3 separate regions of the Mus musculus genome follow, and all the other regions are linked to region 3. A link is a contact called in public HiChIP or PLAC-seq data. All regions are on one chromosome and are shown on one strand. The core of a region is the stretch at or near the end of the contact, and the rest is flanking DNA. Distances in the headings are between cores, read along the strand shown. Region 1 has its middle 61 kb from the start of 4930503O07Rik. Region 2 has its middle 14 kb from the start of 4930503O07Rik. Region 3 overlaps Gm31870 (a long non-coding RNA gene).

Region 1 (4,484 bases), core at 433-2,932, 430 kb after region 3:
TTCAAAATATTCCCTTAAAAGGCAATCTCATATGTATTACAGTATCAATGGTTTGTCTGTTACTGCCAGGGCATGTGAAGACTATTGTACGTCTTTTGATCCACCCTTAATTCTTGTCTTCAAGTTAGAACCTAAACAATATAAAGTTTTCCATATTTTTCCTAACTCAAAAAAAATGTCCTTTAGAAAACTGATGAAGATGACAAGAAGTGTTACATAAAATTATGCACATCAGTTTTCAGGGCCATGTAGTTACAAAGATACTAGCAGCATCTCTAGAGGATGGATGTGATGGAATAATAAAGTTCAGGATCCTTCCCTGCAGGACACAGCCTTTCAGATGCCTAAGGCAGATCTCGACAAGACCATCCCTGGAGACCCCTGAGAGGGACCCAGCACAGCACTCTGTGGCCTCTTTCTTTCCCAGTGTCTGTCATTCCAAACCATGCCAAGATGCTGAGATGGACAGAAGGCTCCTACCAGCTCTACTAAAGAGTAAGCTCTCTTCATTCCATTTTTCATTGGGAATGCTGTGTCTTTGAGATCAATCACTCCTAAGACTTACTTGGCTGAGAGTTCTACATATACATCTATGTTTGGGAACATTAACTAGGCAGGAATCTCCTTTTGTCTGGTTCATCAGCTGGTATTTCAATGTCCAGAACTCCATTATATGACTGTATATCTTTTCTACAATCAATCAATCCATTAGTTAATCAACTAATTAGTCAGTCGGTTAGTTAGTCAGTCAGTTAGACAAAATAGTATGTGTCTTGTGTTTTGTCTTTTTGAGCAAAACTAGAGTGAGAAAATATTCTTACTCCAAATCTCTGAGTATTTCTTTTTATTCACTTTTTCCTCTTTAAATTTTCTGGTTCTATTTTCATTTATTTGTATTTTTTTTCATTTTTTGATATTTAATCTCCCACACCCAATTTTTATCTTTCTTTCTAATAACAGAAACTGAGTCATCTCAAGTAGCGTCTCCATGGTTTCCTGATGTTTCTATCTATATTCACAAAATTTCAGAATTAGAAATCTTGGAAAGATAATATATAAGTTGAAAATCCTCCAATTTTTAATAACAAGTCTTCTTTGTGTGAACTTAGGAAGAACATTTAACTTCTCTGATTCTCCATCTGTCAAATGAAAGTAATATTAAAAATATAAAGTGAAATACTCATAACACAAATACGTTAAGAATAATAAATGCTTGTGGGAGCTCAAAACCCATTGGGAGCTCCTCTCTAAATGTTGGCTGTTCCTGCTCCTGATCTTCCTGTCAGCCTTGCTCTGCCTGACGAGCTGGTGCTTGGACTTGCTTTTGAATCCTGGTCTGCACCAGACGCTGCATTTCTGGAAGAATGGCCAGAATGAGCTTCACTGTTTGCACGCAAGCTATCATTCCTGCTTTACAGCACACTGAATGCCTAGCCTCTGAAAAGCCCTCTTTCCTAGGATAGCCATTTGGTGGTTTTTCTTTCTTTTTTCCTGAGCACCTGCTCAAGCAGAACGTGTGATTTACTGCTGGTCGTGAAGGTGAAAGAGATTTTTGACAAGCAGAGAAATGGAAAAAGTCTGAGCTTTGTTCATTAACATGCGATCCTCTTTGTGTGGGCATAGGGGGAGGAGGTAAAGGAGGGGGTTGGACATATGAGTTACAAACTTGAAGCCTAATTTGCTTATGAAGACAGATCTGCGTCTGGCAGAAACACATGGCACTCCAGTCCTTGGGCCCAGAGTTTGGGAAGCCTGATGCATTTAATTGGTAAATCATCTGTCTTTCATTGTCCCCCACCAGCATTATCTGTGAGGCAGCTGCCCACCTTGGCTGATTAAATGATTTAACAGGATGGCCTTCTGTCTCTCCTGCCAGGGCACTCAGAGTCCAAATGAGTGTTGATGGTCCTTTCCACCCGGCTGTGGGTGAGAGCAGATTTTCTCACTGTAAGACTTAGAGTTATGTCTTCTCAATGCCTCTCAATGGAAAGTATTTGCCCCCCCCCCCGCCCCCGTACCCACTTGCTAATAGTTTTTGTTTGTCTACAGGATCCATTGTGTAAGCAGATGTCATACAGGCAGTTGGGATGCCGTGACATATTGTGGATAAACTAGCCATCACAGGCCACTTGGTTACCTTTTCTAGACCGGCAATAATCTTCCAAGTGGCTGGCAAAATTCTATTTTCCCCTTTGAGAACTGTGAGGAGAATGCCATTTATGCTGTAGTCAACATGCTTCCAGGGAACAGATTTTGTGGTAAATCTTTTCACTAGTTGGTATGGATGACAGTTTGGGTCACAAGCTACATCCTGAGGAACCAGCTGGTGCACAGATAACCAACTCCATGTGAAATAATTGGGAGCTACAGCAAGGTGTTGGAAACACTTGGGCTTGAAGTCTTACCCTGTTGTGCTGTCTGATCCTGCTCCCCAGTATACTTCTCCCTCCTTTCTTCCTTCTCTCTTACCTTCTTAATCTTTTCTTTTTAATAGTTCTTTCTAAACCCTAAACACAGACACTTGTTGGCATGCATGCACATGAGAGAGACCTTCTTCCAGTTCTGTACTAATGTGGAATTGTCAGGTTGCCAGGACATAGTCATGAATTTTACTAGATATGGCCAAATTTGATCTTCAAAATACCTGTAACAATTTGTATTTTCACCAGCAGTATTTCAGAGTTCTTATTTTTCCTCTTTCTTACTGCCATTTGGTACCCTCTAACTTAAAGACCTCTGCTAGTTGGGTGGTGGTAAAGAATATGTCATAGTAGTGTTACTTGAATCATTCTGACTACAGGCATGTAGGCAGAGTTCATTCCCACATTCATTTTACCTCGAATTTCATCTCAGAATTGTTATTTTGCATCTTCCATTTATTTTTCCATTTGTTTCTATAAATTGATTTGCAAGAGTTTCCTTATAGTTGAATGTCAGTGTTTTGCTTGCTACATGTGCGATAATGCTTCATTTTGTGGAGTATCTTAATTTTGTTTATGGTGTCTCTGGTTGCACAGAAATTTCTTATCTTGAAGATTTCTGTTTTTGTTGATATAGTTACAATGGTGTCCTATTGTGACATTTTGCTGTTTCTTTTGTATTAGACATAACTAGTTTTTAAAGGATTTGCTCACATTTAGATCTTTAAGATATTTGCAGTTTGTTTTGTGCTTTGATTATAAAAGTAATTTAATTTTATTTTACTCTCCATGTACATGAAAAGACAAAGATGTTGGCATCATTTTAATCCCAGCTGGCCTTGTATGCCTTTTTAATCAGATGTGAAGGCCTCTAAGATGCTTAGATTTTTCTCAACCATCCTCATTGTTTCCACCTCTTTGACCTTCATGGCACAGTGCCCTCACTGCACTTTCTAACTTTCTTTAACAATGGATTTAGCATTGTTTTTAGTTTATTTTAAAGGAACTAATTTATTTTTATTTCATGTGTATGAGTGATTTGCTTGCATTTTATCTATGTTCACTGCATGCATCAAAGTCCTGAGATTGAAGTTACAGACAGTAAGCCAACATGTGGGTGCTAGAATCAAACATTGGTCCTCTAGATGAGTAGCTAATGTTTTTAACATCTGAGCTATCTCTCCAGACCCCGATATGTGATACCTTATTGTGTGTTTGGTGGTATACATCTGTAATTCTAGGAAGCAGGACAATGAGACAGGAAGAACAAGTGTTCTAGGCTAACCTCAATTATATAGAAAGTTCAGTGCTGGGAGCGAGGAGAGGAAGATAGAAGGGGGGAGGGAGGGAGCAAAGAATGGAGGTAGGAAGGAGAGAGAGAAAGAGAGAGGGGAGGTGTGGAGGAAGAATGTCTCTTAGGACAAGTCTACATTTGCACTTTTGGTTTTACCTGTCTCCTGCCTCTTTTAAATCTTGTTTCTTTTTAATGGCACTTTCCTACAGTTCTTGACATTGTCTTTGCATTTCTAAACGATAAGGATATGGTAGGATATAGCACTTACCTGCTATGCACTGTGGACTTGATCTTCAGCACCACAATCAATCAATCAATCAATCAATCAATCCCTAAAGCCAACCTTGAAAGACTATATGCCTCTGTGTCAGAATATTTGTCATCACATAGATTACATGCATTCTGTCATTCCTTTTTCAACCCCACCCTCATGTATGTGCAACACAAATACAACGTCACCTCTTCCTTATATCCTCAGTCTCCCAAACACCATGCTTCTCTGTGTGGCCTTGTATACCAATACCTCTTACCTAGATCTGTATGTATAGCACATGTTTCCCCCTGTCATGTCTGTTGCTCCATATCCTAAATTCCCAATGGAAACAAGTCCTGTTTTCTTAGAGCATACTCTTTGAAGAACCAGCTATCAAATGCAGGTCTGTGTGGGCTGACCTCTTGCCTGCAAATTCTAAAGGATGAAGGACTAGGTTTGGCAGCCTGTGCTCTGTTGCTTCAGATATTCTAAGAAGCAGATGCTAAGCAGTTCAAAA
Region 2 (4,103 bases), core at 889-3,388, 480 kb after region 3:
AATACTTAAAGAAACCAAGATGAGAGTCTCAAGAGAACAAAGGCCCCACTAACCACACATAGTGTCAGCGGCAAAGGGAAATACTGACTCCACAAAAGACAGCAAATTAGGAAAGACATTTACGGAAACCAAAATTTTTAAAGATAAATTTAAGGTAAAATTTTGAGATTATAGTTTAACATTTTAATGAACAGAAGGATAATTTTGATAATACAGAAAGAACTCATGCAAACCAATATCAAAATAATGATGATGATGATAAGTCATCTGCAAGTCAGGCAGTTCTAGGAAAAGGAAATGCAGCTGGCTGTGAAAATCGTAAGAGGTGCTCAGCTTTACTCAAGGTATAGACAAGTGTGAAGAAAACATAATAAAGACAGAATCTTTATCAAAGTGTCACAGATAAAGTGATGACACTATTGTCCTGCTGAGGACAGTGAAGAGGGACAGTAGAAACTGGAGCCATCTGTGAGTGGACACTGCTGGTGTGTAATGTATTTTGTATACCTGCTAGTCACTGCTGAAAACTCATTACTCTGAAGACAGACTTGCACATGAGAACAAAGATGTATACACAGGGAAGTTCAGTGAAGAATGTTTGTGATGGAGAATGGTAGCCTGTGTTTGTCAGCAAGAAATTACCTACACGGGTTATGAGGCATCCACACAGTATCATGTGGCTGCACACAAGAACAAGGTTCATAAGAAGTTCATAAAGTACAAAGTAAGAATAAAAAGCAGAGTGGTCTTTTGAATGCACTTTTCATGTGTGCAATAGTAGCTGATATATCCATGCTCATACAACTCATATGCTTCTTATGTATGCATGGTCTTATCATCACATGTGCTAGACTCTCCTGAAGTGGCCACACGTCCATCACAGCTAAAGAATATAGCTGAGACCAGAGTGGGAAGACTTTGAATATATTTTAACCATTAAATGTTGAATATATCACTTACATATTTCAAGATGATAATTAAAACAAAGATAAAAATTAAAAGGGAATTCACCTCAGCTAAATGCATTTAATGTTCATTTTACTTCAATATTTCTTGATTTTAAAGTGTGCTGGTGATATTTAATAATAAACATTTCTTTTAATTTTATGTAACATTTTTAATTTTCATAAAATTTAACTTTTAAAGAGAACTTTCTGTTTCACATGTCTGGGGCATCTACACATGATCTTGATATTTAAAAACACGAGAATAAATAAAGAGGATCAGACGGAATGTAATACAATGGAAAGAGCAAGGAAGAATGAAAGTGACTCCTCACATCTTCATAAACAGTATTCAAAGGCGGCAGCGTATTCCTAGATGACAGAGACAGGGGCATACAATTATTGGGGGGAAAGGCATAAGATGAGGAAATCGAGATTCACTCAGAACTTTGGCAACAGCTGTTTGCTGAATAGTAAGGGGATGTAAAATAGTGAAAGTTAATTATATGCTTTTTATAGCGATTTGAAGTGGACCGAGTGATCTGATTCCATCACATTACAAACACTGTCGTAATTTTTTTTTTTTTTATCCCTGCAGGGTTGGGCCACTGTAGTTTGCCAGGGGCCCCACGAAACCAGCCTGCGTCTCAGGGCCTATGGCATTTTGCCTTACTACCATTTATATGATTTCATGATCTTGTTGGACATTTCATTCTAAATCAAGTTACCCCTGTGGTTTTGCTTTTGTTTTGGTTCACTTTAGAAGATGAAGTTCCTCTGACTAGCTTAGGGTCACACAGTATAGAAGTGTGGTACTAAGATGGAAAATGGCTTGCTTGCCTCCTTGTCCCTACAGCCCCAGGCTATCTAGCTGCGCCAGCGGTGGCAGCAGCAAAGACTGCTGTTTCCTGAGGATGCAGAGAAGACTGTTCTGCAGATGCGGACGTCAGCGTCTGCCCACAGAGCCAATCATCCTCATGTTAACCCGATAGATTTCTCAAAGGCAATCTCCGTCTAATTGTGTGTTCTGTGTGCGCAGCCTTTTCTTTGGTGTGCGAATGTGAGTGTGTGTAATGATGTTATCTATATGCCGTCGGGGCACCTGCACATTTGCATATTGGGGAAGAACTGAATAAAACATGAGGTGCTTTATTCCAGTGGGATGCATCATCCTCAAAGGATATTTACAAATGTACTCAAGTCCCCCAGAATCAATCAGTCTCTGAATCAACAAAGGTTCTTTGATTCCCAGGGATGTGCCTTACACTAGGATAAACGCTTTCAGGAAACAACAGAGAAGGAAGAGAGCCCCCTCCACACCTGGGAAACATCCCCTTAGAGAAAATAACTGGATTTCCGGCCATCTTTGCCAGTGGCTCCAGAGGACCAATTTCACTGGGCATACCCCCACCCCCTAGGTGCTTCAGATGGAGGGAAAGGAGGAAGAGAAATAGATGTTGAAATTGGTCACCATTACAGGCACTGTGCCTCAGGAGATCATATCCCTCCTCATGTTGAATGAACACTGGTGAGCCAAGAGCACAGAGAGCAGGGACGCTGCTTCTGTGAACCACTGGGCCTAATGCTGGGCCAACCTCTACTCCAGCCTCTGCAAGCTGCAGACAGGATGGGATTGAACTGAATGCTTCCTTCTAACTCACAGGTCACTCAGTGAGCAAGCAGACTGTTTTAATTTCACAGCTCAGGAGCAGAAGTTCGGCTTGTTTACCTGACTGGAAGCTAAGAAGCTAAGAGTCCAGTACTCTTCCCTTCTACTACCCAACAACGGTTTCCTCTCGCTCTTGGGCTGAGACTGAAACTGTTAAGATAATGGCAAGTCTCCAAATCCTCTCCCAACTCCTTAATTTTTTTTTTCACAAGCGATGCTCCACGCATTTCGTTTTCCTCCTGCTCCTATCTTTACCGAGAGCAGGCTTTGCCCATTGGAAATACTCTGGAATGCATTCTTCTGGAATGCTCTTCCCCAGGCTTTTGCTCTATTGACCCATTGTCATCATTCAGATTTTAATGCAGCTATTAGCCCAAGAGCAAGAGGAAGCCATTGTTGGGTAGTAGAAGGGAAGAGTACTGGACTCTTAGCTTCTTAGCTTCCAGTCAGGTAAACAAGCCGAACTTCTGCTCCTGAGCTGTGAAATTAAATTCAGAGAGACTCTTCCTACCCAGCAGATACGGTCTCTAGTCTCTACCTGTCCTATTCCCTGTGCTATGTGACGCTGAGTTCTTTGCTTAGTCCTTGCTGTGTAATTACCTGATACATTTGTTTTTGTGTTCAGTCACCCCCAGACAGGATGTAAGAGCTCGGTGAAAGCAGCAGCCTGCCTGTTGCCTTGTTTATTGCTGTTTATGCAGTTCCACAGACAGCATGCTGCAAGTATTTAACTAATATTTATTGAATGACTGAGTAAGAAGCCCAAGGAATGCCGCCCCTGCTTTCTACTGTCTTCTGCATTCTTTTATTGCCACATTAGTTTTTGAAGATGACACCCAAGATTCCCCTTGCCTCCCCCTCTCATTAGACCAGGGGCTTACCTTGCCCCAGGGAAGAGTAAAATTATTGCAACACTAATGTAAAGAGAGAAAAATAACAGTAAGTTCTGATTTTTAAAATTTTAAATCCATTTAAATTATGGCCTCTGGTTCATAAGGCCCAGGCCATATCAGAGATTAAGAGTTCGTATCAGAGATTAAGTCCTTCAGGAATCTTGGCGTAATGAGAAAGTCATAAGCAAGTGACTGAAGAACAAGAGAAGGATTGCTCCATCCAAGTCTAGAGAAGAGGGAAGATGGAGATCATGGTGGCAGAAGCAGGTGGGAATGGAAGCAAAAGGGAGCCAGGAAGATAGGGAGATACTACAAACTCATATGCAGAAAATAGAAATTTCTTTCATTGTGCTCTTAATTTAAACCTCAAGTATTGTTTATTTCCACCTGACCTGATCTTGGAGGACAGTTGATTCAGAGTTCAGTTGCAACTAGTGTACATTCTGAAGAAGCTAGTAATTTCAGACTAGAGAGAAGTCAGCCTTACCTGTGCAGGTAAAAGTAGGCAGCTTGGGAGGGACATCCCAGTTTGATGTGGACTCATACTGAGAAAAGAGAGGTGGGAGGTCTAGTTGGATCTGAAATCAACATCCATAT
Region 3 (4,377 bases), core at 1,693-4,192:
AGCTCACATCCTTATTTCTTCCCACACCATGCAGCCACTCTTGCTTGCTCTCCTCTCTCATTGCAGCCTCTGTCCTTCTCATACTCCTGCCTCATGATGCCTATGCCTACAAGCTCTCAGCCTCAGAACTGTGGACCAAACGAACTTCTTTCTTTGTGAGAGTCACAGCTTCAGGTATTCCATTATGACAACATGAAACAAAAATACTCAGAACAGAATTTCAGTCTCCATTCTGACAGGAACTGGGTGTATTTGGAAGAATTCCACAGAGATAGAGGTCTATGGTAGGGGTATGGTGTTGGGGAATGAAAGAGAAGCAGATACATGAGAGAGGTCTGATTATGTGACATGGATCATATAAATACAAGGCTCCAAAGCCTACAATCTGAAGTCTGTGGAGCCTGTGTGAAGTCTGGAGAACCTCAGCCCAAGACCAAAGGCCCGAGAAGTTGGAAAGTGGGTACTGCTGGCAGGTCCCGAAGTTGCAATGTTCAATGGCAAGAGAAGAGCGTTTCAGTTCCAGAAGAAAGTTGGAACTCATCTTCCCTCTGCCTCACTCTGTACAGGCTGACTGGATAATGCTGTCCACACTGGATATTTCTTACTCGGTCCACTGACAATCTCAAATTCCTCCAAAAATATTACTCCCTAGGCTTTCTAGGTACCCTTTAACTCACCAGGTTGGGGGTCAAAATTAACCACCACACTGGGGTTGCCAGAGCGAGAATGGGCTGTGCAGAACGTGGAGAAAGCAGAAGACACACTTACCTACAGCCTGGTATTACAGTTGCCTAGCACTGAGAAAGGCAATTTTACTTAACTAGCTTGAGCTTGATTTTCTTCCATGAGAAACACCCCGGGGACCCTTGTTACAGGACAGTGGCAACAATGGAATAAGACAAGCTTTCCTGTCCAATTCCTTTGCAGAGAGAGAGATTGACAGAAAACAATGGGAGCATATTCCGGCCCCAGATGGGCAGTGTGCCTTGGTCTGGGTGACTTCATTGGACCTAGCACATTGGAGACAGTTACAAGGCCACTTCAGAAGTGTGAAGGAATGAAGCAGTTGGTTGAGAAGGGGAATAGCAAACGGAGCAGCCGTCTAAGTGGCTCCAGAGGGAGAAATCAGGCAGTGTGCTGATGATCTTGTGGACAAAAAACTGCAAAAGGCAGTGGGGCTTAGCTGGGGCAAGATGAAGGAAATACAAACTGGGGAGGGGAGGGGGAGGTTGGGACTCACAAGATGGTGACACCAGGAGGCTTGCAAGAGACCAGCATGCTGGCACTCTTTCTTTTCCTCTTATTTTCCTTCCCTACACATTAAGCATTCTTCATCTTTGTTACATGCACATTTCCAGTGTAAGGAATCCAAAAAGACAACTTGAAAATTGCCTGAAGAAAGACCACATTGTTTGTGCAAATCAAAGCAGAGGGCAGAATGGAATGGGAAGGCATTGCGCAGCCTCCTCCCAGGCAGACACTAGCTGCAGAGGGATTTATTTTTTCCCCCTCATATATCAATGGGGTCTGTGGGCAAGGGTCCTGACTTTCTCATTTGACTTATGTGTACTGAGCAGCCTGCAGTGAAAGAGTGAAAGAGATTTCAGTAGCTTTTACCTAGATAAGGAATCGTGAAGATGATAATGTGTTTAAGTGGTTTTTCTTTCCTCTTCTTCAGTAGATTCAAGCTGACAGTGAGTGATATCTTAAGCATGGCTCCTTTGTACTCCTCCCGTCCTTCTCTGTCTTATTTGGCTTCCTGTTCTAACAAAGCGGCACCCCGTGTGCCATAAGCATTGCAGCAGGCATTCTAGGGTTCAGGAGACTTAAGACCAGGTTGATTGTTTTAGACTCCTCATCTGCCTCTCTCTCTCTCTCTCTCTCTCTCTCTCTCTCTCTCTCTCTCTCTCTCTCTCTCTCCTGGAATCTTCCTGTGGCAGAAGGAGGGTGTATGCTATGGTGGCTCTTCCCTGAGGAATGATAATCCTATTCAAGAGGCCCATTCTTGTGACCTAATCTCCACTGCCATTATATTAGGGGTCATTTCAATATCAGGATCTGGAAGAGACACAGACCTTGAAGCTACAGCAATAGTCCCATTCAGATTATTTGAGACAGTTTGGAGACCACCCTTTACTGCCAGTGGGAAGTGGCAATTCCTGGATCTATTAAAATTTCAAGGCACTAACTTATGCTTTAAACATTTATTTTAAAACTTCTACCAGTTGGCTCTGAGTACTGATGCTTTCCAGTCATTGTGTCTTATCTATGACTTAGAACATCCTAAGTGCTGGGAGACAACTGGCTTAGACCTCTGACCACGGATGAGCTATGTTCAGTTCACTCATCTGTTTGAGTTTAGGGTCATATGTTTGCACTGAGGCCATGTCCTTCCAGGATGAGAGGACACAGAAAGGGCTGACTGTTTCTCTCCAGCACCTACTGTGAGCACAGGGCTTTCCTCTGGTGCAGGGGGTCTATCTTTGGTCTTGTAAAAGGAACCCAAAGTTTCCCAGCAGGAGTAAGAAGCTGGAGAACATATCCAGCCACAGATGCATTAATTTAATTTCATGGCCTGGCATCAGCTGCTCCTCTGCACTTAAAAGGGACATTTGCACCCATCTGTCATCTCTCCTTTCATTTCAGAATCTCTTTGCTCTTCTTTCTCTCCTTTCACTCCTCCCCCACCACAACTTGATGAAATAATGGGACACATTTAAAACCCAAGCCTGCAATTCAAATTCTGAAGCAATGTGATTTTGTTCCACTCCAAGTCAACCAAAGGGTGTCTTGGGAGTAGAAATCAAGGGGCCAAACAAAAGCCAGCCAGAGAGGGAAGATTTGAATGCAAATGAACCTCTTCAACCTATTTCAAACAACCTGCTGTGAACCGGGCCCATTATCACCTTGTTAGGTTGTCAGCTGGAGTGGCCTGGTGGGGCTGTAATGGGGAGAAAGTGGCTGGGACCCTTTTCCAGCCCCAGTTTAGAGGCATTTATTCCTCCCTATCTACTTCTAGGGCCCATGGGAGAAGAGTAAGAGTCGCTCAAAAGAAAAGGAAGGTGGGAGGAGCAACCGAATTAAACTTCTGAAATTAGGGAAAGAAGAGAGTTCCCAGCACAGCCTTCTGACTAAAGCAGTGCCGACTTTAAATTATGCAGGGTCTGGCAATGGATTTGGGGAGCACACCCATGTGCTTGCATCTCCTGCTTCGGGATATAGTTATTTGAAATTAGTAAAAGCATAAAGCATATGGAGGACTGCATGAGAGAATCTTCACCCTCATGAAACAAACTTGGAAATGACTCTAAAAATGTACTCTTGCTGGGCTGGGTGACAGCTTGGGGGGTAAGGCACTTTCTGCACAGGTGTGAGGATTTTAGTTGGGATCCTCAGAACCCACAGAAAGCCAACATCTGTAACCCTAATCCTCCAGAAGCAAGATGGGAAAAGGAGACAGGAGAACCCACAGAAGCTTCTGGGCCAGCTGGCCTGGGTTACCCAGCAATGCACAGTAAGAGATCCAGCTGCAAAAAAACTGTGAAAGGGGAGTGCAGATACTCAGAGTTGCCCTCTGACCTTTATAAAAAGCCCTGTGACATGCCTATGCCTGAAAACACCTGTGTACACCCACTCACACGCACACATACACAAGCTTAAAAGAAAGGAAGAAAAATAATGTATTGTTTGAGAATTTGGACAAAGAGAAGCTTCTAGAATATGCTTGATTTCTTTCCTCTGTAGTCTTTGTTGAGAGCTGAGTTAGTGATGCTCACCTTAATCCCTAACATGCAGGGTGCAGAGAGGTTGTACTGGCAACAATATTTATTCTTAGATCGTAATGATTTCAGAATCCCTATCCTTAGGCAGTATTTGTTTTTCTATCCTAAACATGAGATAAATATTATGTACTTTTCTGTAAGTACATGGAGGGGCCTTATTGTCTTTAATTAGAGATGTCAGTAAGATGGCATTGGGTAAAGGGCTGTCACACGGTGGGGTGAAAACATTGGCAGGATCGGGCTTAATGAGGTTGGACTAACTTAGGGTCAGTGACCTTACTGACTTAGAGTCTGCATGGATAAACAATACATCGGAAAAAACCCCAGAAAACAACAGGAACCATGTGAGTTAGTTCAGAGGCTGGGAAAGACAGCTCCCAGCTCACCGTGAGGCACCCTGCCAATTCCGAGCCACACTTCTTTGAAAGCATTTCAGAATTATCTTGTCACCATCCCTGCACAGGTTTAAGTTGTTTTGTTCCTGTTAAGATGATAGATTCATAATCTGTTAAGGTTGCTGGAATGTTTCTGAGCTCTAGGTCTGCTAAAATGCCAAGAAGAGAGAAATAATCCAAGGGTATTTGTGCCCTTATTT

What was found. HiChIP or PLAC-seq counts read pairs in DNA pulled down with a chosen protein or histone mark.
Region 1: an H3K4me3 HiChIP or PLAC-seq map of embryonic basal ganglia shows a contact between it and region 3, with 3 times the contacts expected there. The contact joins two enhancer-like sites. A contact is called at or near these places in 1 of 484 Hi-C or Micro-C datasets (nephron progenitors) and 1 of 115 datasets of contacts at active chromatin or transcription factors (embryonic basal ganglia).
Region 2: a contact with region 3 is called in an H3K4me3 HiChIP or PLAC-seq map of embryonic basal ganglia, with 4 times the contacts expected there. The contact joins two enhancer-like sites. A contact is called at or near these places in 2 of 484 Hi-C or Micro-C datasets (embryonic stem cells and nephron progenitors) and 1 of 115 datasets of contacts at active chromatin or transcription factors (embryonic basal ganglia).

What each region holds. Positions count from the first base shown.
Region 1 is chr1:194,159,484-194,163,967 of GRCm38.p6, forward strand. No RefSeq gene overlaps it. Among named protein-coding and RNA genes, the nearest start is that of 4930503O07Rik, 61 kb to the right of the region's middle. Within about 2 kb of position 1,683, at least 27 of the 459 cell types and tissues checked have an H3K27ac peak or open chromatin away from gene starts, as enhancers often do. A contact at or near this core is called in embryonic basal ganglia, where this site is marked.
Region 2 is chr1:194,206,358-194,210,460 of GRCm38.p6, forward strand. No RefSeq gene overlaps it. Among named protein-coding and RNA genes, the nearest start is that of 4930503O07Rik, 14 kb to the right of the region's middle. Within about 2 kb of position 2,139, at least 24 of the 459 cell types and tissues checked have an H3K27ac peak or open chromatin away from gene starts, as enhancers often do. A contact at or near this core is called in embryonic basal ganglia, where this site is marked.
Region 3 is chr1:193,729,524-193,733,900 of GRCm38.p6, forward strand. All of the region lies in intron 3 of Gm31870 (a long non-coding RNA gene), which reads left to right. Among named protein-coding and RNA genes, the nearest start is that of Gm31870, 76 kb to the left of the region's middle. Within about 2 kb of position 2,943, at least 8 of the 459 cell types and tissues checked have an H3K27ac peak or open chromatin away from gene starts, as enhancers often do. A contact at or near this core is called in embryonic basal ganglia, where this site is marked.